7 separate regions of the Mus musculus genome follow, and regions 1, 2, 3, 4, 6 and 7 are each linked to region 5. Evidence: chromatin contacts called from public ChIA-PET, HiCAR-type and HiChIP or PLAC-seq data. All regions are on one chromosome and are shown on one strand. Each heading gives the region's core, a stretch centred on a gene start, on an enhancer-like site or on the middle of the called end of the contact. The rest is flanking DNA. Distances are from core to core; before and after follow the strand shown. Region 1 holds the start of Thy1 (thymus cell antigen 1, theta). Region 2 overlaps Bace1 (beta-site APP cleaving enzyme 1). Region 3 holds the start of Sidt2 (SID1 transmembrane family, member 2). Region 4 holds the start of Cbl (Casitas B-lineage lymphoma). Region 5 holds the start of Cd3d (CD3 antigen, delta polypeptide). Region 6 holds the start of Usp2 (ubiquitin specific peptidase 2). Region 7 overlaps Gm39323 (a long non-coding RNA gene).

The links. ChIA-PET counts read pairs in DNA pulled down with a chosen protein or histone mark. HiCAR-type assays count read pairs that join an accessible place to other places. HiChIP or PLAC-seq counts read pairs in DNA pulled down with a chosen protein or histone mark.
Region 1: a contact with region 5 is called in an H3K27ac HiChIP or PLAC-seq map of regulatory T cell precursor, with 7 times the contacts expected there. The contact joins the promoter of Thy1 here to the promoter of Cd3d in region 5. A contact is called at or near these places in 1 of 39 promoter capture datasets (hematopoietic stem and progenitor cells), 2 of 115 datasets of contacts at active chromatin or transcription factors (regulatory T cell precursor and thymic regulatory T cells) and 1 of 9 other capture datasets (liver).
Region 2: a contact with region 5 is called in an RNA polymerase II ChIA-PET map of memory CD8 T cells, with 8 read pairs. The contact joins the enhancer-like site here to the promoter of Cd3d in region 5. A contact is called at or near these places in 1 of 39 promoter capture datasets (hippocampal neurons), 2 of 115 datasets of contacts at active chromatin or transcription factors (large pre-B cells and memory CD8 T cells) and 2 of 9 other capture datasets (embryonic stem cells and macrophages).
Region 3: a contact with region 5 is called in a HiCAR-type map of astrocytes, with 2.5 times the contacts expected there. The contact joins the promoter of Sidt2 here to the promoter of Cd3d in region 5. A contact is called at or near these places in 2 of 39 promoter capture datasets (hippocampal neurons and pre-B cells), 2 of 115 datasets of contacts at active chromatin or transcription factors (astrocytes and embryonic stem cells) and 1 of 9 other capture datasets (pancreatic islet).
Region 4: a contact with region 5 is called in an RNA polymerase II ChIA-PET map of memory CD8 T cells, with 95 read pairs. The contact joins the promoter of Cbl here to the promoter of Cd3d in region 5. A contact is called at or near these places in 1 of 39 promoter capture datasets (liver), 3 of 115 datasets of contacts at active chromatin or transcription factors (memory CD8 T cells, regulatory T cell precursor and thymic regulatory T cells) and 1 of 9 other capture datasets (liver).
Region 6: a contact with region 5 is called in an RNA polymerase II ChIA-PET map of memory CD8 T cells, with 55 read pairs. The contact joins the promoter of Usp2 here to the promoter of Cd3d in region 5. A contact is called at or near these places in 1 of 39 promoter capture datasets (hematopoietic stem and progenitor cells), 1 of 115 datasets of contacts at active chromatin or transcription factors (memory CD8 T cells) and 1 of 9 other capture datasets (liver).
Region 7: a contact with region 5 is called in an H3K27ac HiChIP or PLAC-seq map of regulatory T cell precursor, with 8 times the contacts expected there. The contact joins the enhancer-like site here to the promoter of Cd3d in region 5. A contact is called at or near these places in 1 of 39 promoter capture datasets (liver), 2 of 484 Hi-C or Micro-C datasets (CD4 T cells and CD8 T cells), 1 of 115 datasets of contacts at active chromatin or transcription factors (regulatory T cell precursor) and 1 of 9 other capture datasets (liver).

The regions. Positions count from the first base shown.
Region 1 is chr9:44,042,040-44,044,739 of GRCm38.p6, forward strand. Thy1 (thymus cell antigen 1, theta) reads left to right here and starts at 1,345. Exons shown (of 4, transcript NM_009382.3): 1 at 1,345-1,437. Gm39323 (a long non-coding RNA gene) reads right to left here and starts at 145. Exons shown (of 3, transcript XR_870686.2): 1 at 1-145.
Region 2 is chr9:45,850,287-45,852,986 of GRCm38.p6, forward strand. It overlaps Bace1 (beta-site APP cleaving enzyme 1), which reads left to right. Exons shown (of 9, transcript NM_011792.6): 2 at 2,602-2,690. Among named protein-coding and RNA genes, the nearest start is that of Bace1, 13 kb to the left of the region's middle. Within about 2 kb of position 1,290, at least 119 of the 459 cell types and tissues checked have an H3K27ac peak or open chromatin away from gene starts, as enhancers often do. A contact at or near this core is called in memory CD8 T cells, where this site is marked.
Region 3 is chr9:45,953,882-45,956,581 of GRCm38.p6, forward strand. It overlaps Sidt2 (SID1 transmembrane family, member 2), which reads right to left and starts at 1,368. Exons shown (of 26, transcript NM_172257.4): 1 at 843-1,368. The coding sequence starts at 1,025. It overlaps A830035O19Rik (RIKEN cDNA A830035O19 gene), which reads left to right and starts at 105. Exons shown (of 1, transcript NR_152206.1): 1 at 105-2,117.
Region 4 is chr9:44,232,743-44,235,442 of GRCm38.p6, forward strand. It overlaps Cbl (Casitas B-lineage lymphoma), which reads right to left and starts at 1,304. Exons shown (of 16, transcript NM_007619.2): 1 at 958-1,304. The coding sequence starts at 1,146.
Region 5 is chr9:44,980,347-44,983,046 of GRCm38.p6, forward strand. It overlaps Cd3d (CD3 antigen, delta polypeptide), which reads left to right and starts at 1,440. Exons shown (of 5, transcript NM_013487.3): 1 at 1,440-1,594. The coding sequence starts at 1,540. Cd3g (CD3 antigen, gamma polypeptide) reads right to left here and starts at 85. Exons shown (of 7, transcript NM_009850.2): 1 at 1-85.
Region 6 is chr9:44,065,671-44,068,370 of GRCm38.p6, forward strand. Usp2 (ubiquitin specific peptidase 2) reads left to right here and starts at 1,351. Exons shown (of 13, transcript NM_198092.2): 1 at 1,351-1,550. Gm39325 (a long non-coding RNA gene) reads right to left here. Exons shown (of 3, transcript XR_870690.2): 3 at 655-1,561.
Region 7 is chr9:44,021,074-44,023,773 of GRCm38.p6, forward strand. All of the region lies in intron 1 of Gm39323 (a long non-coding RNA gene), which reads right to left. Among named protein-coding and RNA genes, the nearest start is that of Gm39323, 20 kb to the right of the region's middle. Within about 2 kb of position 1,263, at least 35 of the 459 cell types and tissues checked have an H3K27ac peak or open chromatin away from gene starts, as enhancers often do. A contact at or near this core is called in CD8 T cells and regulatory T cell precursor, where this site is marked.

The sequences.
Region 1 (2,700 bases), core at 95-2,594, 940 kb before region 5:
AATTTGTAAACAAAATCATTAGCACAGGTTTTAGAAAGAGCCTCTTGGTGACATCAAGTTGATGCTGTAGATGGGGTATCATTCCTGAGGACCCAAAACCGGGTCTCAGCCTTTCCCCATTCTGAGAGTTCTCTCTTTTCTCAGCCACTAGCTGAAGAGTAGAGTGGCTCAGCACTGGGCTCTTGAGTTCCCAAGTCCTACAACTGGTCAGCCTGACTACTAACCAGCCATGAAGAAACAAGGAGTGGATGGGCTGAGTCTGCTGGGATGGGAGTGGAGTTAGTAAGTGGCCATGGATGTAATGACCCCAGCAATGCTGGCTAGAAGGCATGCCTCCTTTCCTTGTCTGGAGACGGAACGGGATCATCTTGTACTCACAGAAGGGAGAACATTCTAGCTGGTTGGGCCAAAATGTGCAAGTTCACCTGGAGGTGGTGGTGCATGCTTTTAACTCCAGTACTCAGGAGGCAGGGCCAGGTGGATCTCTGTGAGTTCAAGACCAGCCTGCACTATGGAGAGAGTTTTGGGACAGCCAGAGTTACACAGAAAAATCCTGGTGGAAAATCTGAAAGAAAGAGAGAAAGAAAGAAAGAAAGAAAGAAAGAAAGAAAGAAAGAAAGAAAGAAAGAAAGAAAGAAAGAAAGGAAGAAAGAAAGAAAGAGTGGCAGGCAGGCAGGCAGGAGGAAGGAAGGAAGGAAGGAAGGAAGGAAGGAAGGAAGGAAGGAAGGAAGGAAGGAAGGAAGGAAAATAGGTGCGACTTCAAGATCCGGAGTTACAAGCAGAATGCACTGTTTCCCTAACAGGGCCAAGTGTTTTGAGTAACTGAAGGTGGGCATGATGCCTGGGAAGCAGAAACAAGCCAGGCAGATGCACCCCTTGCCTTGCTTCCGAAGGGCTGCAGTAGCATGGAAAACATGGAAAACAACCAATCCATTCCCTTTGCTGATATAACAGGCTCCAAAGCCAAAACCTGTCACTGGAGGCTCAAGAGCAGATCTCCAGCCAAGAGGCAAAGGAATGGGGGAAGCTGGAGGGCCTCCCTCTGGTTATCCAGGCTTCTGAAGGTTCAAGCAAAGAAAGGGTTACAACCTTAAAAGGAGAGCGTCCCGGGGTATGGGTAGAAGACTGCTCCACCCCGACCCCCAGGGTCCCTAACCGTCTTTTCCCTGGGCGAGTCAGCCCAATCACAGGACTGAGAGTGCCTCTTTAGTAGCAGCAAGCCACTTCGGACACCCAAATGGAACACCTCCAGTCAGCCCTCGCCGACCACCCCACCCCCTCCATCCTTTTCCCTCAGCCTCCGATTGGCTGAATCTAGAGTCCCTCCCTGCTCCCCCCTCTCTCCCCACCCCTGGTGAAAACTGCGGGCTTCAGCGCTGGGTGCAGCAACTGGAGGCGTTGGCGCACCAGGAGGAGGCTGCAGCTAGGGGAGTCCAGGTGAGAGCAGGCCGACGGGAGGGACCCGCACATGCAAGGACCGCCGCAGGGCGAGGATGCAAGCCTTCCCCAGCTACAGTTTTGGGAAAGGATACCAGGGCGCTCCTATATGGGGGCGCGGGAACTGGGGAAAGAAGGTGCTCCCAGGTCGAGGTGGGAGAGGAAGGCAGTGCGGGGTCACGGGCTTTCTCCCTGCTAACGGACGCTTTCGAAGAGTGGGTGCCGGAGGAGAACCATGAGGAAGGACATCAAGGACAGCCTTTGGTCCCCAAGCTCAAATCGCTTTAGTGGTGCGAATAGAGGGAGGAGGTGGGTGGCAAACTGGAGGGAGTCCCCAGCGGGTGACCTCGTGGCTGGCTGGGTGCGGGGCACCGCAGGTAAGAAAACCGCAATGTTGCGGGAGGGGACTGGGTGGCAGGCGCGGGGGAGGGGAAAGCTAGAAAGGATGCGAGGGAGCGGAGGGGGGAGGGAGCGGGAGAATCTCAACTGGTAGAGGAAGATTAAAATGAGGAAATAGCATCAGGGTGGGGTTAGCCAAGCCGGGCCTCAGGGAAAGGGCGCAAAGTTTGTCTGGGTGTGGGCTTAGGTGGGCTGGGTATGAGATTCGGGGCGCCGAAAACACTGCTGCGCCTCTGCCAAATCACGCTACCCCTGTATCTAGTTCTGCCAGGCTTCTCCAGCCCCAGCCCCAATTCTTTTCTCTAGTGTTCCCCCTTCCCTCCCCTGAATCTCAAGCCCACACTCCCTCCTCCATAACCCACTGTTATCAAATCCAAGTCATTTGCCACCCAACAACCATCAGGAGGCGGAAGCAGACGGGAGGAGTTTGAGATCAACTTGGGCTACATCACGAGTTCCAGGCTCACCAAGGCTTCTTAAGGAGACCTTGTCTCTAAAATTAATTAATTAATTAATTAATAGTCCCCTTTCTCTGCCACAGAACCTTGGGATCTGGCTCCTGGTCGCAGCTCCCCCCACCCCAGGCTGACATTCACTGCCATAGCCCATCCGGAAATCCTAGTCTATTTCCCCATGGATCTTGAACTGCAGAGAGAATGGCAGAGTGGCCCGCCCTGTGCAAAGGATGTTCCTAGCCTAGGTGGAGCTCGCGAACTCGCAGACTGTGCCTCTCTTGGGCAAGGACAGGCTAGACAGCCTGCCGGTGTGTTGAGCTAGGGCACTGTGGGGAAGGCAGAGAACCTGTGCAGGGCAGCAATGAACACAGGACCAGAAAACTGCAGCCCTAGGAACACTCAAGAGCTG
Region 2 (2,700 bases), core at 40-2,539, 870 kb after region 5:
GCCCTGTTTGTCTGAGAGAAACCTTCCTCAGGTGGAAGAGTCAGACTGGGACCAGAGAGAAAACAAGGCTCAGGACCTTGTGGTAGAGAAGGAGGAACTCTGAAGAGAGGAGAGACAGGAAAAGGCCCTGGACAACGGGGTCCCTGGATAGAGGTTTCAGTCTAGTGTAAAGAAGTGGCCAATCTGCTCAAGCTAGCCTTTACACAGATCCCAAGTAGTGTCCCTCCCATGAACAGGTTACAGGGACTGTGTCAGGAGGGGACCCATTTCTGGTGCTCAAAGCTAAGCCCTAAAGGTACAGAAAGGGGTCCCGGTAAGCGGGGTGAGGCCTTTTAACCATTAACCCAGCTGGTTGAAATCTGCCATGCGGAGCCTCCAGGCTCTATCGATTATTTTAAAAGCACAGCCACTGTTAACTGGTGGCTGCCCAGAAACCAGGGAGAGGCACAGAAGTAGAGGTGGGGAGAAGCAGGCAGGGAGGAAAATGGGAGCCCAGCCAGGAGTGGGAGCCGGAGAGGAGGTCTGAGGTAGGATTCACGGCTTGGCCATCAATGTAGGGGAGGCTTTGGGGGTGATCAGAAAACCTAAGCTGGCATTGGAATCAGCCAGCACAGCCCATGGGCACTGCTGAGCCCTGAAGCCAGGAAAGGGCCTGGCAGATGGGACAAAACAAGCTCATGACCATGGTGACCTTCGCAAGGTGACTAGGTCAGAGCTTTGCTGACTTCACTGAGAAAGGAAGGGAAGGCCACTGGGAAAGCTGAGGTGCAGGGAGAGAGAGGGCAGAGAGAGTCCATGACAGGCTGCTGGGTTTTCCTGAGGACAGGGCCCTTTCCCTGATCCTCCTATACAGCAAAAACATCACGGTCTGGTGTGGCTGAGGGCAGGGTCAGGCCATCAGAGTCTGACTGCACCTGGCCTGCTATGTATGCACTCTGCTTCATAGTTAGTTTTACAAAGCTAATTTCATTTGTGAGGTGGCTAAATGGGGAGGTGAGGAACCCTCAGACTAAAGCTGGCTTCTGGAGAAGATCAGGTTGAAGGATGCTTGTGTGATAAAGAAACAGGGTTGCTATAACTTGGATCTAAACTGTACCCCAACGGACCATGTGTTTTCAGTGTGGTGCTAGTGGGAGGAAGTCAGGTAACTGGGGGTATACTCTAGGAGGAGATATTAGGACTCTGGCTCCTTCCTCTTCCTCTGCTTCTTGGCTGCGGTGGCAGGTCCCCTTTGTCACACGACGTACTATGTTGACACATACCAAAGCAATGTGGCCTAGTGACCACAGACTGAAACATCTGAAACCCTAAGCTATGTAGTTGAGGTGGGGAGGAAGGGGCAGGCACACGGTGGGTGGCATGTGCCTCAGCATCCTGGAGGTTGGGGAAGAATAAAGGATCAAAGTCACTCTCAGTTTCAAAGTGAGCTCAAGAGCCATTTTGGGTGACAGGAGACCCTTCTTTTAAAAAAAAAAAAAAAAGGCAAGGAAGAGAAGGAAGAAAAGAAGGAAGAGGAGGAGGAAACCAGAGACACAAAATACATTTTTACACTTTCCTAAGTTGCTTTAGGCAGGTGTCACCATGGTGGAAGCTAATACAAGTCACAGTGGAAAGTGACTGCAGGTAAGGAAAGGTGAAATGAGGGACAGTCTGCACATGCATAAACTTCATGACTCATCACAGGATGCATACATTGGCAGGATTTGCGGACAGCGGTTTTGGCTCTGTGATATCATCTGGTCATTTTTGGGAGTCCAGGGTCAGTGGTTTCAACCAGTTTGACCTAGAAGGCATCTCCAGGTTTGAAAAACAATTTTAAAACAACAACCAAAATCCTGAACAACCCTTACCAAGGTGGGTAACCAAACAGAAGAGGCTGCTATTTTTTTCCTTTATTAGTTAAGCGACTTCTAAAATCAGTGATGAGCACAGGTAATTGAAAGCAAATGAAGATACAGAGTTTATTTGGGTTTTTCATGAGTGTAATGTTCTCTTTGGTTTTTACAATTTAAAGAGGATGGTCCAATCCTCTTTGAAAAGGAAAAGAATATGATTCCTTTCATTAAGAGGAGTTGATCACAAGCAGTAGAGCGGGGGACACATTAGTAGAGGTGCTAGGAGAGAGCTGTGCACACACAGCCAGGACAGAGACACAGCTGTCTGTCCACTCTCAGCCATGGCACTCCTGGATGCCCATTCTTTCTGACGATGGCACACATAAGCTTAAGTAACTCAGGAGAAACCACATTATGGGTGTGGGGCATGGAGTCCCACACACACCTGGGTACCAATGTGCCCTACCCACTGATCCCACACATCTTTCCTTGCCAGTGCCAGATGGAGTGGATCAGCCGCAGCAGAGGCCTCTTGATGGCAGAGAGAAATAGTGACGATCAGGTGACAGGAAACACTAGCATGTCACAGACAGACGCAAGTGCAGTCTCTGAGGCTCAGGAGGACCCTCAAAGTCTGCCTGTGGCCTTGGTGCCAGTGCTGTCGGCCTGGCTGCTCTTATTCCGTGGACAGGTCCACCAGGACCACAGGCCGGTGGGTCCAGAGCCGTCTGTCTGCAATGTCTTTTCTCTCCCCTTTCTCTGACAGCTCAACATCCTGGTGGACACGGGCAGTAGTAACTTTGCAGTGGGGGCTGCCCCACACCCTTTCCTGCATCGCTACTACCAGAGGCAGCTGTAAGTCCTG
Region 3 (2,700 bases), core at 118-2,617, 970 kb after region 5:
TCACAACTGCAGACAACTAGTTACTAGGTTGCTGAAACCAAATCTAGGGGTAACGTTTCCCTGAGGGGTAGGTGCCACTTCCGGGATGATCCTGGAAATGGTACTCAAAAGGGGAGATCAGACTTCAAGGAAATGGATCCTGATGGTTGATCATGGCCTGCCAGAAACCAAACTCCTCTCCCTCCCAAAGAAAGCCTCAGGTGCCTCCTCCTCAACTCCAGTGCTTCCGAGTCAATCCAGATCGGGCCTTGGAGAATGAGCAAGAGAGCTAGGCAGGCCACACAGCCAGGCAGCAAGAATCTCCCAGGCTGTGCTCTGCCTGGGCCCAGCTCTGCCAGCCTTCTTTCTACTTTCACTACTGGGAAGAAATGAGTAAGAAGTCGGAGATAGTTCTGTCTTAGAAACAAACTCCCTTTTCTCTTGCCACTCAGCCTTCGAGGGCCTTATCTTGTCACCTTCAACTTACAAGGCCAGCTGGCTTTCTGAGGCAAGGAGGTCTGTCTCCTTCACCTCCCTGTGACCGAGCTCTTTCAATTCTAAGTTGGCCCCATCTGGAGTTGTCTGAGCCACGCAAGGCTGGGAGCCTGTTTTCCCCTCACCCCGACCTCACAGACTGAGAGCTAGATTGAGAGCCAGGTCACAGAGCAGACCAGACCGGTCCTGATCACAGCTGGTGGCAGGGAACTTCCCAAGCTGCCCCGCTGGAGCTGCCCGGGAATGCTGGTGGAAACCAGGTCTTGGCAGGGGGAGGGCGGCTCAAAGGCTGGCGGAGAGGAAAGGGGCAGCATCAAGTCCAGGCCGGGCGCCCACCCGCTCGGCCGCCCGTGGAGTCCCGCGCTCACCCGGTTGCGGGTCACGGTGTGGTTGAAGGTGTAGATGTTGACCAGCTCGCTGTTGACGTCGTCCGCGTAGGTGCGCTCAAACTCCGCGTCTTTCTGCGAGACGTTCTTGGGCCCCAGGGCCCCCAGGTGGCTCTCGACGGAGGCCACCAAGAGCACGCACAAGGGCAGACGCCAGGCGATCATGGCCCGGGACGGCGGGGATTGGCGACGGGACGGCGACCGGGCGCGTTGCGGCTGCCGCAGCAGCTTCCAGCATCTCACCGGGACCAGAACTTTAACCCCGGCCTCAGATAGGACGCGTCCCCTCCCTGGAGCCGCTCCTGGGCCTCGCGCGGATCCCGGCTCGCGAGGGCGGCACCGCGACCCGCTACCCCAGCCCGGCCCAGCCCGGCCCAGCCCGGCTGGAGACCCGGCGTCCGCTCGCGCCCGGAGAGCCGAGGCGGCGGTGGCCCTGGCCCGAAGGCTTCCCGGACGCGGGCCCTTTAAGGGCGGCGGACGCGGCGCAGAACTCGGAGCTACCAGGAGCTGCGCCGCGGTAAACAGCGGGCTGTGCCCGCCCGCTTACGTCATGGGAAACCGACGCGGATTTAAAGGGCCAGGCTGCCTCTACTTCCCACGCAGCCGTCGCCGCCTCCTTCCTTCGCTGTCCTGTGAGCGTCTGGAGTTGGGTTTTTCACGAAGGATCACTAAGTATTGGATTCTTGCTTTTGTGGTCCGCGTTTTTTTGGCTTTTTGAGACGGCTCACATAACTCAGGCTGGTCTGGAACTGGTCGTGTAAGTTTGGAGAGTCTTGAACGCCTGATCCTCCTCCCACCTCTACTGCTGGGTGTTGGCATTGCTGGCAAGATTCACAGAGCCCAGTAAGTGCAGGGTCTTGCTGACAGATGATTTCTTTGCTCAAGACAGGAATTGTGCTCCAAAATCATTACCCCAGCATCATTCTTTTTCCCTCATTGGCTCATAAAAGCGCCTGCCCACTGAGAGCAGCTCAGCGGCCGCTCCCCTCTCACAGTAGAGGGGATAACCAGAACCAGGGCACCATAACCAGGATGCCTTCCAACCTGTGAGCTCTGTCCCTACTCTGCAGAAACTGCTTTGTTTGTTTGAACAAAGCCCACGGAAAGATTCTGACCTTTCGTTGTCAACTGGCAAAAACCTTTCTGAGGAACTGTTTTGGCTTAGGCTTAAAAGAGCTCTATACCCTTCAACCCAGTCATTCCACTCCAGGGACTGTGTCCTACGAATAAGAAATACAAATAAAATATGGGGACAGCAATTTGCATCCCTGTGATCTTGAGAAAGCTCAAAGGAAACTGCTTGTTCACAGTGAAGGAAGAGGTGGTCAGAGATACTACTATGAAGTTAAGCAGATAGATTCTTAATACCATCAAAGGGACATCTAAGGAGGGAATTCAAGAATAACATTATATAAGTGGTATATAATCCAAACTTCAGACATAAATAGGAAAATATGCACAAGAACCGAGCTGAGATGGCTTATCAGGAAGAGGCACTTGCCATGGAAAGCCCGGCCTGAGCTCTACACCAGGGAGGAGAGAACTAACTCCACAAATTTGTTCTCTGACTTCCACAGACACCTGGCAACATGTGCTTGCGCACTTCACACACAGACACATGAACAATAATAAATTATATATATATATATACACACACACACACACACACACACACACATGTACAAGGGTGGATGAAGTGTCTCAGTGGGTGCGGGTGCTTGCCAAGATGCCTGATGACCATCTCTGGGACCCAAAAGGTGGAAGAGGGGAAAAACCTGACTCTGCAAGTTGTCATCCGCCCTCCACATGCATGCTGTAGCACCTCTGAAACATACACATA
Region 4 (2,700 bases), core at 54-2,553, 750 kb before region 5:
TTCACTTACATGCCGGGGCCTCCTAATCACATTTATCTGCAGTAGGAATGTTGAAAAAAATAATAACTGTGGTAAGAGTTAAGGAAACAGAGCACTGACTTCCAACAAAATGTTAAGACAAGATTGTGTATTCACGTTTAAGTACTGGGGCCAACTACAAGACTACATTATACAGGCTCAACTGTAAGGAAGTAAGATTCTCCTGATTGACAGACTTAAAGGGCTAACCATAGGCAACCCCACCCCCGCACCTGATTTTATAATGGCTATCAAAGGGGTCTTAAATAATAAGCAGGTAGGCCCGTTACAAAAATCAAACACTACAGCCCAGCGAAAAGCACCGAGAGCAAGCAGGAAGTTCTGTAGAAGTCAGACTATTAATTCAGCACGCTCAGTCAGTCCACCTTTCGAAAGATAATGGTTCTAACCAGAACTTGTGGTTTAACCAGTGCCTATCTCAGCAGCAGCGATGGATTACATCCAACACTTTGCAAGACAAAAACTTAAGCCATCCTTAGCGGAGAAGGGAAGTTCCTTCCTTCCCTGCCCCCATTTAAACCCACCTCTTTTTCTTTGATCTGTGTGCTACATCTTAATGAGAAAAAACTATAAGCTCACCCTGACCGCAGTCAGCCGGGCCGCCTCCTGAACCCAAGTCCCTCACCCAGGGCGACTCCTCTTCCAAACCCGGAGCCGTAGCCGGCAGATCCAACACACATCCCACCCCCAGCACCCCAGGCCCACCTCCCGGGGCTCACTCGACGACCCACATCCCCAAGCTCCGCACCCCCATCGCACTTCCGCCCGGGTGGCGCGGTGACCAGCCCTCCCCCAGCCCCCACCCCATCTTTGTCTGGCTCCCCCACACCTCAACGTTCCCAACTGCCAACGGCAGCCCTCCCTGGCGCCCCACCGCCCACGCCCACCCGGCGCCGCGCGCGCCCGCAGGCCGCTCACCTTGTCCATGAGCTTCCAGCACTTCTCCACCATCTTCTTGTCCACCGTGCAGGGAGGGTGCGGGCTGAGGTGGTGGTGGTGGTGGTGCGGCTGGAAGGCGTCCTTCATGAGCCCGATCAGGCCGCCCGCTCCCGAGCCCCCAGAGCCGCCGCCGCCGGCGCCCGAGCTCTTCTTCACGTTGCCGGCCATGGCCAGCGGAGGGTCGGGAGCCCGCTCGGCCGCGAGCGAGGGAATGGAGCCGGGCGAGAAGGAGGGGCCTCTCCGGCAACCACCGCCGGCGCTCGCAGCCCAGGGAGTGAGAGGGAGGCGCCCGCCCTGAGGCGCGCCCCTGCGCGGGCGCGAGCGCGGCCGGCGCAACGCGGGGGCGCGCGCCGGAGACGGGCAAGCACGGCACGCCGCGGCGACCCCCAACGCGCGCACGAGCTCGCGTGCACCCGCGTGCCCCGCGGCTCCCGGAAAGCCTCGACCAAGTTTCCGCGCCCACTGCTCCCGCCCTGACCCACTGGGACGGGCGGGGCGGAGCCCAAAGAAAACTCAGTGCCTGCGCCCTCTGCTGGAGAAGAGAGGAATGGAAGGAAAGAGGTGGGGTCCAAGGTAGAACCTGCGCACTAGGCAGAAGAGAAGCCTGGCCGTCCATGTTCGTTGTGGCCTGGGCTTGTTGCCTCCGGGAGTTGAGTCATGGCTGTGCTCGGATTAAGACGGGTAGGGATGGAAGGAGTCTTCTAAATGTGGATATTGAGCTTCGAGTTATCTGCCTCATCTTGTGGAAAGATGGAAAAAGAAAGCCAAAGTTCGTTTTCTTCCCCTTAGTGTTTTTATTTTTGTGGTGATTGGAATTGAACCTACGACCTCACACATCCTAGACAAGTACCCCACCTTGAGCTATATCCCTATTCCACCATCTTGTTTCACCATGTAGCCCTGGCTGCCTTGGAACTCGCTGTGTAGACCAGGGTGGCTCTGAACTCACAGAGATTCACATGCCTCTACCTCCCGAGCGCAGGGATTAAAAATCGCCTTGGTATTTATAACCCTCAAAGGTTGGGAATTCAGTTGCTGCAGCTTTTTGCAGACTAAGTCACATAAAGGTTTAAGGTTAAGGACACTCGCGTCTCACGCGCTTCTTCCAGACTTTTTAACCTTTTTAAAACAAGTAACTTCCTTTTGATCTTTTTCTTTCTGAAGAGCAATTCCTTTTCTGGGAACTGAATATGTACTTTAAAGATATTCTATTGCTCAGCGGAATGCGCTGGCGGCACGAGGCCCCGCCCACAGAGGCTGTGAGCCACTTGCATGGAGGGAACAGAAATTCAGCTCCCGGACACCTTCACTTCCCTAATCTTCAGACTTCACTAGAAGTACTTTGAAAATAGGAACTTCTTTTCCAAAGAAGAAGAAAGTACCCAACCTTGGTTTGCTAATATTTTTTTAGCTCCAAAACCATTTGGTGACATTAAGTACTCAGTTCTGCCACCAAGCCTTTGGCTGGTAGGTTGTTGAACTTGTCCAGTACTTGAAGAAAGAAAACAGTCTCTGAACACCAGAATTATTCAGTCCCACAACTTTGGGTTGCAAATCAGTCATTTTTTTTTTTTTTTTTCGAGACAGGGTTTCTCTGTGTAGTCCTGGCTGACCTGGAACTCACTCTGTAGACCAGGCTGGCCTCGAACTCAGAAATCCACCTGCCTCTGCCTCCCAAGTGCTGGGATTAAAGGTGTGCGCCACCACGCCCGGCTGCAAGTC
Region 5 (2,700 bases), core at 190-2,689:
AGTATTGAGAGTCCCTTAGCCACCCAGCCACCCAGCCACCCAGACAGCCTGTGCAGCAGCTGGCCTGGCTCCACCCAGCATGCATTGAGCTGGGACTCTGAGTAGAGGCAATACCAGGTGTCTCCGCCCTCTCCTGTAGAGTGTGGGCAGCAGGGGCCCCAGCAGGGGTGTTGATGCTCTGACTTATCTCGTTTTCTCTTTTGTTGTTGTTAAGGCTTGCAGGATAGCAGGTGGCAGGGGATGAGGTTCTAGATTCCCACTTGGAAACCCCTTTACCACTAGAACCTCTATGCGCAATAGGTTGAAGACTCCACTGAGCCTTTTTCTCGATGACAGTGATGAATGTTCCTGCCTGTTCTTCTGGCTAGGTCTGGACTTGTTTGTCACTTGATCCCAGAACTCATGGGTTTAGGCAGAACTTTTCCATGTATGAGACTGGAGTTCTGAATGGAAAAGCATCTTAGAGTAGACCTTCCTTAAGAGATTTTTGACACTGTTCTTTTGAGAACATCTAAGTGGTACCCACCTAGAAGAGAACATCCCAACGGGACAACTAGCTTATTTCTTGGTGTATGACCCTGGGCTAGTTCCAGGGTCTCAGGCTATTGTCTCCTTTAGCCAGTCAATGCATAACAGAAATTCACAGAATTCCTATGTGATTCCAGGCACAAAGGATAATTTTGTCCCCAGACAGATGACCTTCTGATTATAGCAGTGTGGAAAGTTAGATCCCCACAGCACATGGTAGAAAAGTCTATTGTCTCCTGGGGAGGATCGATTCTACAAATGAGTGGATTGATTATATTGTTAAGAAGACTCTCATACTGAGATGGCTTAATGTGGCTGGCATGATGCAAACACTCCTCCCCCAATCCTTAGAGTGATGCTGAGGGAGACAAGCTCTGAGACACTCCATGCATGGGTACTATGTGCTGGACCTAGGATTCCGATGTCTGGATGAGGGCTTCTCAAGTCCATCTTCCCACTGGCTAGAAGCAGCTTGATGTGGTGTCCCAGAGTGTCCTGTGAAGGGTCCTGAGACTGATCAGAAACAAGAGGATCTGCTAATGTGGCTTGTGTAATAGTTTCTCTCAGTGGATCTAAAGAGGTGGCACTTCCTTGTTTGTGAGTAAATGTAGTTGTATTGTTCATAGGAAGCCCAAAATCTTCTTTGTTTGTTACCAGTGACTATTGCTATTTGTTTTTTGTTACCAGGAAAGGCTATTCTAAATTCCCTTACACTTCCTAGAATTCTGAACAAACTTTCCTCATAGTCTCTGCTTTGTATCAATCATCCCAAAATCTTTGCTTCAGAAAGAGCAGTTTGCACCTGTTTGTGTTTTACCCCACACCTAGCCCACTGTTGCTTTGACAGTCTTACACCATCAAAGGCAGAAGGTAGAGAGGCAGATTTCTTCTAGTTCCTCCCCCACTCTTCCTTTTTCTGAATACCCATGAGTCTGTTGGCGGAGGATAGTGCTAACCCTGGCTGATCATCCTGTGGCTTGCCTCTATTTGTTGCATGATTCCCTCTGGAAGATGGAACACAGCGGGATTCTGGCTAGTCTGATACTGATTGCTGTTCTCCCCCAAGGTAAGGGAGGCCTCTTCAGCTGTGTGGAGGATGGACCCGTGAGGGGCATTGTCACTGGGAGAAGTCCACTGGATAGTGCATCTCGTTTACCAAGCTGGGGAAGATAAAAGGGCAAGGCTAGGGCATAGGAAACAAGCATTCGGCTTTGACCTGCTCTAGTCAAGGCTCACATTGGTCGTGATGGTGTCCCCAAACTCCTTGGACCAGACATTTGTAGGAAATGGTTCCATATTGTATGTCCCTAGGCCTAAAACTAGTAATGAAGTTATACCCATTGCATCGTCTAAGGCAAATGGCCTCTTGGAGTAGGATTCTTGGTCATGTGACCACCCGGAGCCACGGCTCGGCTCAGAATTTAGAAGCGATCTTTAAGAGAAAAGTTAGCTTTAGCTGAATGGGAAGGACAGGCAGAGGGTATGTTATATTAAAGTCTGTAAGTCCTAAGTGCCAACTCTTTCTCAGTTTGTTTGCTTTTAAAACAGAAAAGCAGGCTGGGTAGATAACACGGGGGTAGGACTCAAGGAGTGCAAAAAACCCAAACCAAACAAACTCCAAAATAACACTGCGAAGCTCACATCTCAGAGCTCAGCCGTCCCAGGAAAACTGGGTCAAATGGTTACTCTAAGAGCTGTCCTGGCCACCAGAGATTTCTACTGGACGTAACTCCAAAGAAGACGGGACTTTAAGAGGAGAAGAATTACATACACCTCTCTTCTCCAGCATGCTCATATATGTTCCTGCTTCAGAGGCAGGGGCAGCCATTTTGGAGTTTTCTGGAGGGTGCTCTTTTGTTCAGATCAGTAACTAAGTAATGAAGCTCAGAGACACACAGACTCCAGGGAAGGCTGGCTGTAGACATAAGGCATGGCAGTGCCCTCTGGGCTGGGAAGGCTCACTGTGCCCACAGCCTTTCACCTCTCCCACCAGACTTGATGTACTTAGAGCCTCAGGAGCAGATTTGATACATATTGGTGGCCCTTTCTCCTTAAGCAAGCATGGCAAAGACAGTAAAAATTATAGGGGCACAGGAGGGACAGGAACCGCTCAACCCAGAAACTAGCTAGGGTTTGAGAATTTCAGCACAATTAATGTTCTCTGTATAAGTT
Region 6 (2,700 bases), core at 101-2,600, 910 kb before region 5:
TCAAGGATAGCCTGGACTATGGAGTGAGTTCCAGGACTACATAGAAAAACCTTGCCTTGAGGAAAAAAAAAAAAAAAGAGGGGCTAAAGAGATGGATGGCTCAATGGTTAAGAGCACTGACTGCTCTCCCAGAAGACCTGGGTTCAATTCCCAGCAACCGCATGGCAGCTCACAACTGTCTGTAACTCCAATGTCTGATACCTTCACACAGACATACACACAGGCCAAACACTAATGCACATAAAATAAAAATAAATTATTTTTTAAAAAAGAATAACTCTGATTTTTCTTAGGGGGTGTTATCTAATTTAACAATAAATAACTCTTAGAAGTCAAGTTTGCAGGCTGGATAGATGGCTCAGCAGTTAAGAGCACTGTCAGCTCTTCCTAAAGGACCAGGGTTCAATTCCCAAAATCTAAATGGCAGCTTACAACTGTCTGTAACTCCACCTCCAGGGGATCAATCATACATGCAAGCAAAGCACCATTGCACACAATAACTAATTGATTAAAAATAAAGTCATTTGCTTAAAATTAAAATACAAGTTGCATCTTTTTTTCTTATTCTAAACCTGATAGCTTAGATGAAATGCTATCCTTTCTTGGGCTAAGTCCTCCCAGTAGTCACCTAAGCGAACTGCATTAGTAGACATGTACAAGACACTTGACATTTATTTACCACTTGAACATGGTCTCCCTAGGCTTCAGCTACATTGTGCAATAGATGACTATAGTGGTTCTTTTACAGGACCATTAAAAAGATTAAATGAGAAAGCTAATATATGCAAAGTACTTATCACCATGTCTAGTAATGTACTTAATAAGTAGCCCATAGAATGCGTCACTTGAATAGTCATGTACGTTGATAGTGTGTTGAATGGACATAATCTTTTTTTACCTGATTGATTGACCTATGGGGCTCTATAAATATTGCTATGAGATATACATGGTTGTTTAAATAAATGCATTTTTAAATATAAATAAATAAAATAAAAAAGTAGGCAGAAAAAGAGTCTATGGAATAGAACATTCCCAGCCCGGTAGGAAAGCCTTCTCTAAGATCTGAAAGCTGGAATGTTGCCTTTTCCCGTGAAGTGACCCTCTGTCTCAGTCTTCCCAGCGCCAGGACCTATCAGATTCCAGTCCACTTCTTTCCTTGCGCCACCGGCTCCAAACAGGCGTGCTTTTTCTCCACGTGGTTCTCTGTATATACCCGGTTACCTGGGAGATGCGCGCCGGGCGGGGCTCTACTGACGCAACAATAGGAACAAGCCAATAGCCATGACGTATATCAGTGACGCAAACGCGGGGTGTGGTTTGGCCGGCCCGGGCGCAATGAGGCTGCTGCCCGCTGGGTGGCGCCGATTTCCCGGGGAGGTCCTTTCTGGGCCCCCGGCGGAGGTGGGGGAGAGGCGGGCAGGCACCGAGCGAGGCCAGGGAGCCCTCTGCGTCAGCCACTGCTCGCTGCGCCGCGCCAGTACCAGCCAGGACTCATCCGCAGCTCCATGCTTGTGCCCGGTTCGACTCGTCCATCCTCCGAGAAGAGGCAGGTACGTGCCACCTGTCGCAGGTCGGGGAAGGAAAAAGCCAGGGTCAGTACCAGCTTTGAGACTCGGAAAGTAGGGTGTCAAAGGCAGCCTGGGCAGTCTGGACGTGAGAAATGTAGGGCGAGGGCCAGATGTGTGGAGGGGGAGACTCCAGCTGTGGGTGCCAGTGTATGAGAGGGGCTGCCAGCTGCCAGCTCGGGGTGCCAGGAAGAGCCATCTGTGTGCTGATCAATGTGTTCTGAGGAAACACTGTAACCGCGGGTACAGGTCTCCCCGCCCTGTGTGTTGTGTAGCCCGAGAATGACCCCTGGACCCTGACACCCCCCTCTCCCCACGTGTGTGTGCAGCTAACAACCTCCCTGTTGTTAAACATCCCGGGGCTATCTCTTGGTCAGTTTTCCAAAGCGGGGGAAGGGGCTTAGGGGAAGCTAGCAGTTAAGCGGAAGGGAAAAATTTTCCACCAATCCCAAATCAGAAAGAGGCAACTTTGAAATTCTCACCAATCCCAAAGCAAAAGCAGCCATGCAATGTTCTCTGACATGCAACTTGCCTAGGGGAGTCCTGGTCAACCGTTTCTAGCTCTCCAGAGAAAAGAGAACTCCTAGCTCTTAACCCCAGAGCTTTTGAGAATGAAGTTGAGTTGAAGATTCTAGTAGGGGTTGCTTATCTCCCCCAAACACGGGCATATAAGCTTGCACACACACACACACACACACACACACACACACACACACACACACATCAAACCACAAAACAAGAGGCATGGAGAACTGATGGATGGCCTGGGGTGGGGGATGTCCCCTACTCTTTGATGCTGTAGGCGCATGCCGCTCTGGAATGAGGATTGGAATGAGGGCGTCCTCCAAAGTGCATCACCAGGACCCAGTCTGAGTCAGTACCTTGTGCTGAGACAGGGTGGAGGCACCAGCCCTCGGGCCTTCCAGTCTCCAGGGAGAGCCATCAAGAAGCAGAAGATTCCTCTTGGGAGCAGACAGGTGCACCGAGGCCAGAACGATGGTCCTCTCATGACCCTGTCCAGCCTGCCTTTGACACCCTGGAACCCTGAGCCCTCCAACAGGTAGACTGGAACTGCTCCTCTGGAGCCAAACATTCCCTGGCAGCCCAAGGAAGCCACACTTGATTTTTTTTTTTT
Region 7 (2,700 bases), core at 13-2,512, 960 kb before region 5:
GAACAGTTTCTCAAGTTGTTCTCTGACCTCCACATTTGAGCTATGGCACACAAGTAGCCATACACATGCACACATGAGCACACATAGATAGATAGATAATTAACAAATACAACAAAACATTTAAAGAATAATTTTGAAGAACAAAGCTACCCATGTACATGAAAGTCCCATAATGAAACCTATTACTTAATCCTAGAAAGACAAATTGAAAAATTAAAAGTGAAAAATAAGCTACTTCATACTAAACATTTGTGCCTCCCCAAATGCACATGTTAAAGCCCTAACTCCCAGTGTAACAACATAAAGAAGTAACTAAAATTGGGTGAGGTCATAAGATTGGGTAAGGGTGGGGGCCTCCAATCTGATAGAATTAATGACCTTTGTAATTAATTTGTTCATTTGAGTGTCTATATGATGGGGGTAGAGGTCAGAAGACAATCTGTGGGAGTCAGTTCTCTTTGTATCACATGGGTCCCAGGGATTGAACTGGGCCCTAAGGCTTCACCCACTGTATCTTTCTGCCCCGGAATCAGTGTTCTAATAAGAGACAAAAGACTGTGGCTCTAGTGGACAAAACTCTTAGAATTCAAAAGCAAAGAGGCTAGCAATATAGAGTTTTAAATGGGAAAAGTATTTTTTTACTTCTTTTTTGTTTTTTGGGAACACGATTTTCCTATGTACCACCTGCCTCTACCTCCTGAGTGCTGGGACTAAAGGCATGTACTACCTCACCTGGCTGGACAGAATCTTGATTAGTCATTTCTCAAAAGATCATTCATAAATGGTCCACAGACACATGAAAAGATGCTTAGCATAATTAGCCATTTATGAAATGCCAATCAAAACCATAAGAAGCAAGCTGTGATATGGCTCAGTGGGAAAAGGTGTGTGTGTGCAAGGCTGATGACCTGAGTTCAATCCCCAGAGCCCGCATGAAGGTGGAAAGAGAGAATTAACTTCACAAAGTTGTCCACTCACCTCAGAGCCAGCACCCACACTTATACACAATAATAAATAAACAAAATTATTTTTAAAAGCATAAAAACTCACAAAGAAATTCTACCTCACAGCCACTGGCGTGGTTGTAGTTTTTCAAAATGAGGCAGGGGGGTGTTGGGGAGATGGCTCGGTGGATGATAGTGCTTTTCCTGTACAAGCAGGAGGACCTGGCCTCAAATTGTCATGAGCCACATCAAACAACTAGACATGGTTTCACACCTGCAACTCCAGTTCTGGGGGGAGGTGAAGACAGGAAGATCTCTGGGGCTTGCTGGCACCAACCACCCTAGCAACAGTTTCAGAGAGAGACCTTGTTTCAAGGGAACAGGGTAATAGAACAGGGCCTTTACAAATACACACACAAGCACATGGACATAACACACACACACACAGACACACACACACACACACACACATCATACACCATGGGAGGATGGGGAGGGAGGAGAGAGAAAAGGAGAGAGAAATAAAAAGAAAATAAGGCTGGGGATGTAATTCAGTTGGTAGAGTGCTTGCCACCAGCCTACATGCCGCACAAAACAGGCATGGTCTCATGCCGGGCTAAGGGTGTAGGGGAAGAGGGGGAGGGAGAGAGCCCGCGACCGGACAGAGTTCCTGTGCTCAGGGCAGGTGGACTCAGGAGGACTGCCAGATGCTTTCCACTCTGCCCCAGGTGAACATCTGGCTGTGAAGCCACTGACCCCACTTGGCAGGGGGTGGACAAGGGACAGCCCCCATACCAGGTTCTCAGTTTCTGGCATCCCACGCTGGATACAGCAGAGGAGCTAAGAACAGAATAGGGGCCCCAGGGAAGAGGGCAGAGGAAGAGAGGTTCCCACGCAGGCGAGAGTCTTTAGACCGGTCCGTGGCTGGAGCACAGGAAGGCCTTCTGACGGGAAATTAGGCACGGCTCCTTAGGAGAAAGCCTATCCCATCGTCCAAGCACAGCGGGCCTTGATGAACAGACACAGTTTATGGTTTTGGAGTTTTATTGTAGAAAGGCAGGGGGAAAGAGAAAAGGTAAGAGAGAGAGAGAGACCAGCCATGGCCAAGAGGACAAAGGGGGAAAAAGGAGAGAGAGAAGAAAGGCTGGAGAGTAAGAAAGCTTAAAGAGAGAGAGGTAAAAGCTTAGAGTGAGAGAGAGAGTAAGAGGGAGAGTAAGGACAGTAAAAGCTTAAGAGAGCAAGCAGGGGCCAAGCATCCCCTCTTATAGTGGGCTTCTTATCTTGTTGTTGCTAGGTAACTGGGAGGAGTCTAGCCTGAAGGTCAGAAGCTTGGGACATTGTGTACTTGACTAAAAGCCACAGCTTCTCCTGTGGGGGCTGTGGGGGTGGTAACTTCAACAGGAGCCAGGGGTCTAGGAGACACAAGGGAACGCCTTCCGTCCCATGTAGGTGAAAATTATCACCTCCAGGTCCTACAGGGGTTCAGACCTCAACTGGACTGGAGACCAGGCTGTCTGTGCATACATAGCCCATTGCCCCACAGTCACATATGCCTGTAACGCCAGGCTTAGGAAGATGGAAGAGAAAGGCAAGACCATCCTCAACTACAGAGCAAATGTAAGGCTAGCTGGAATGCATGCGAGCCCGAGTCAAAGGACTATGCTGCATAAAAATGAAGTGCTGCTGATAACGTGCATCCCCAGAGGCTGCATACACTCTATGTGGAGAATAAATAAATGGCTATGTCCTCCCTGCA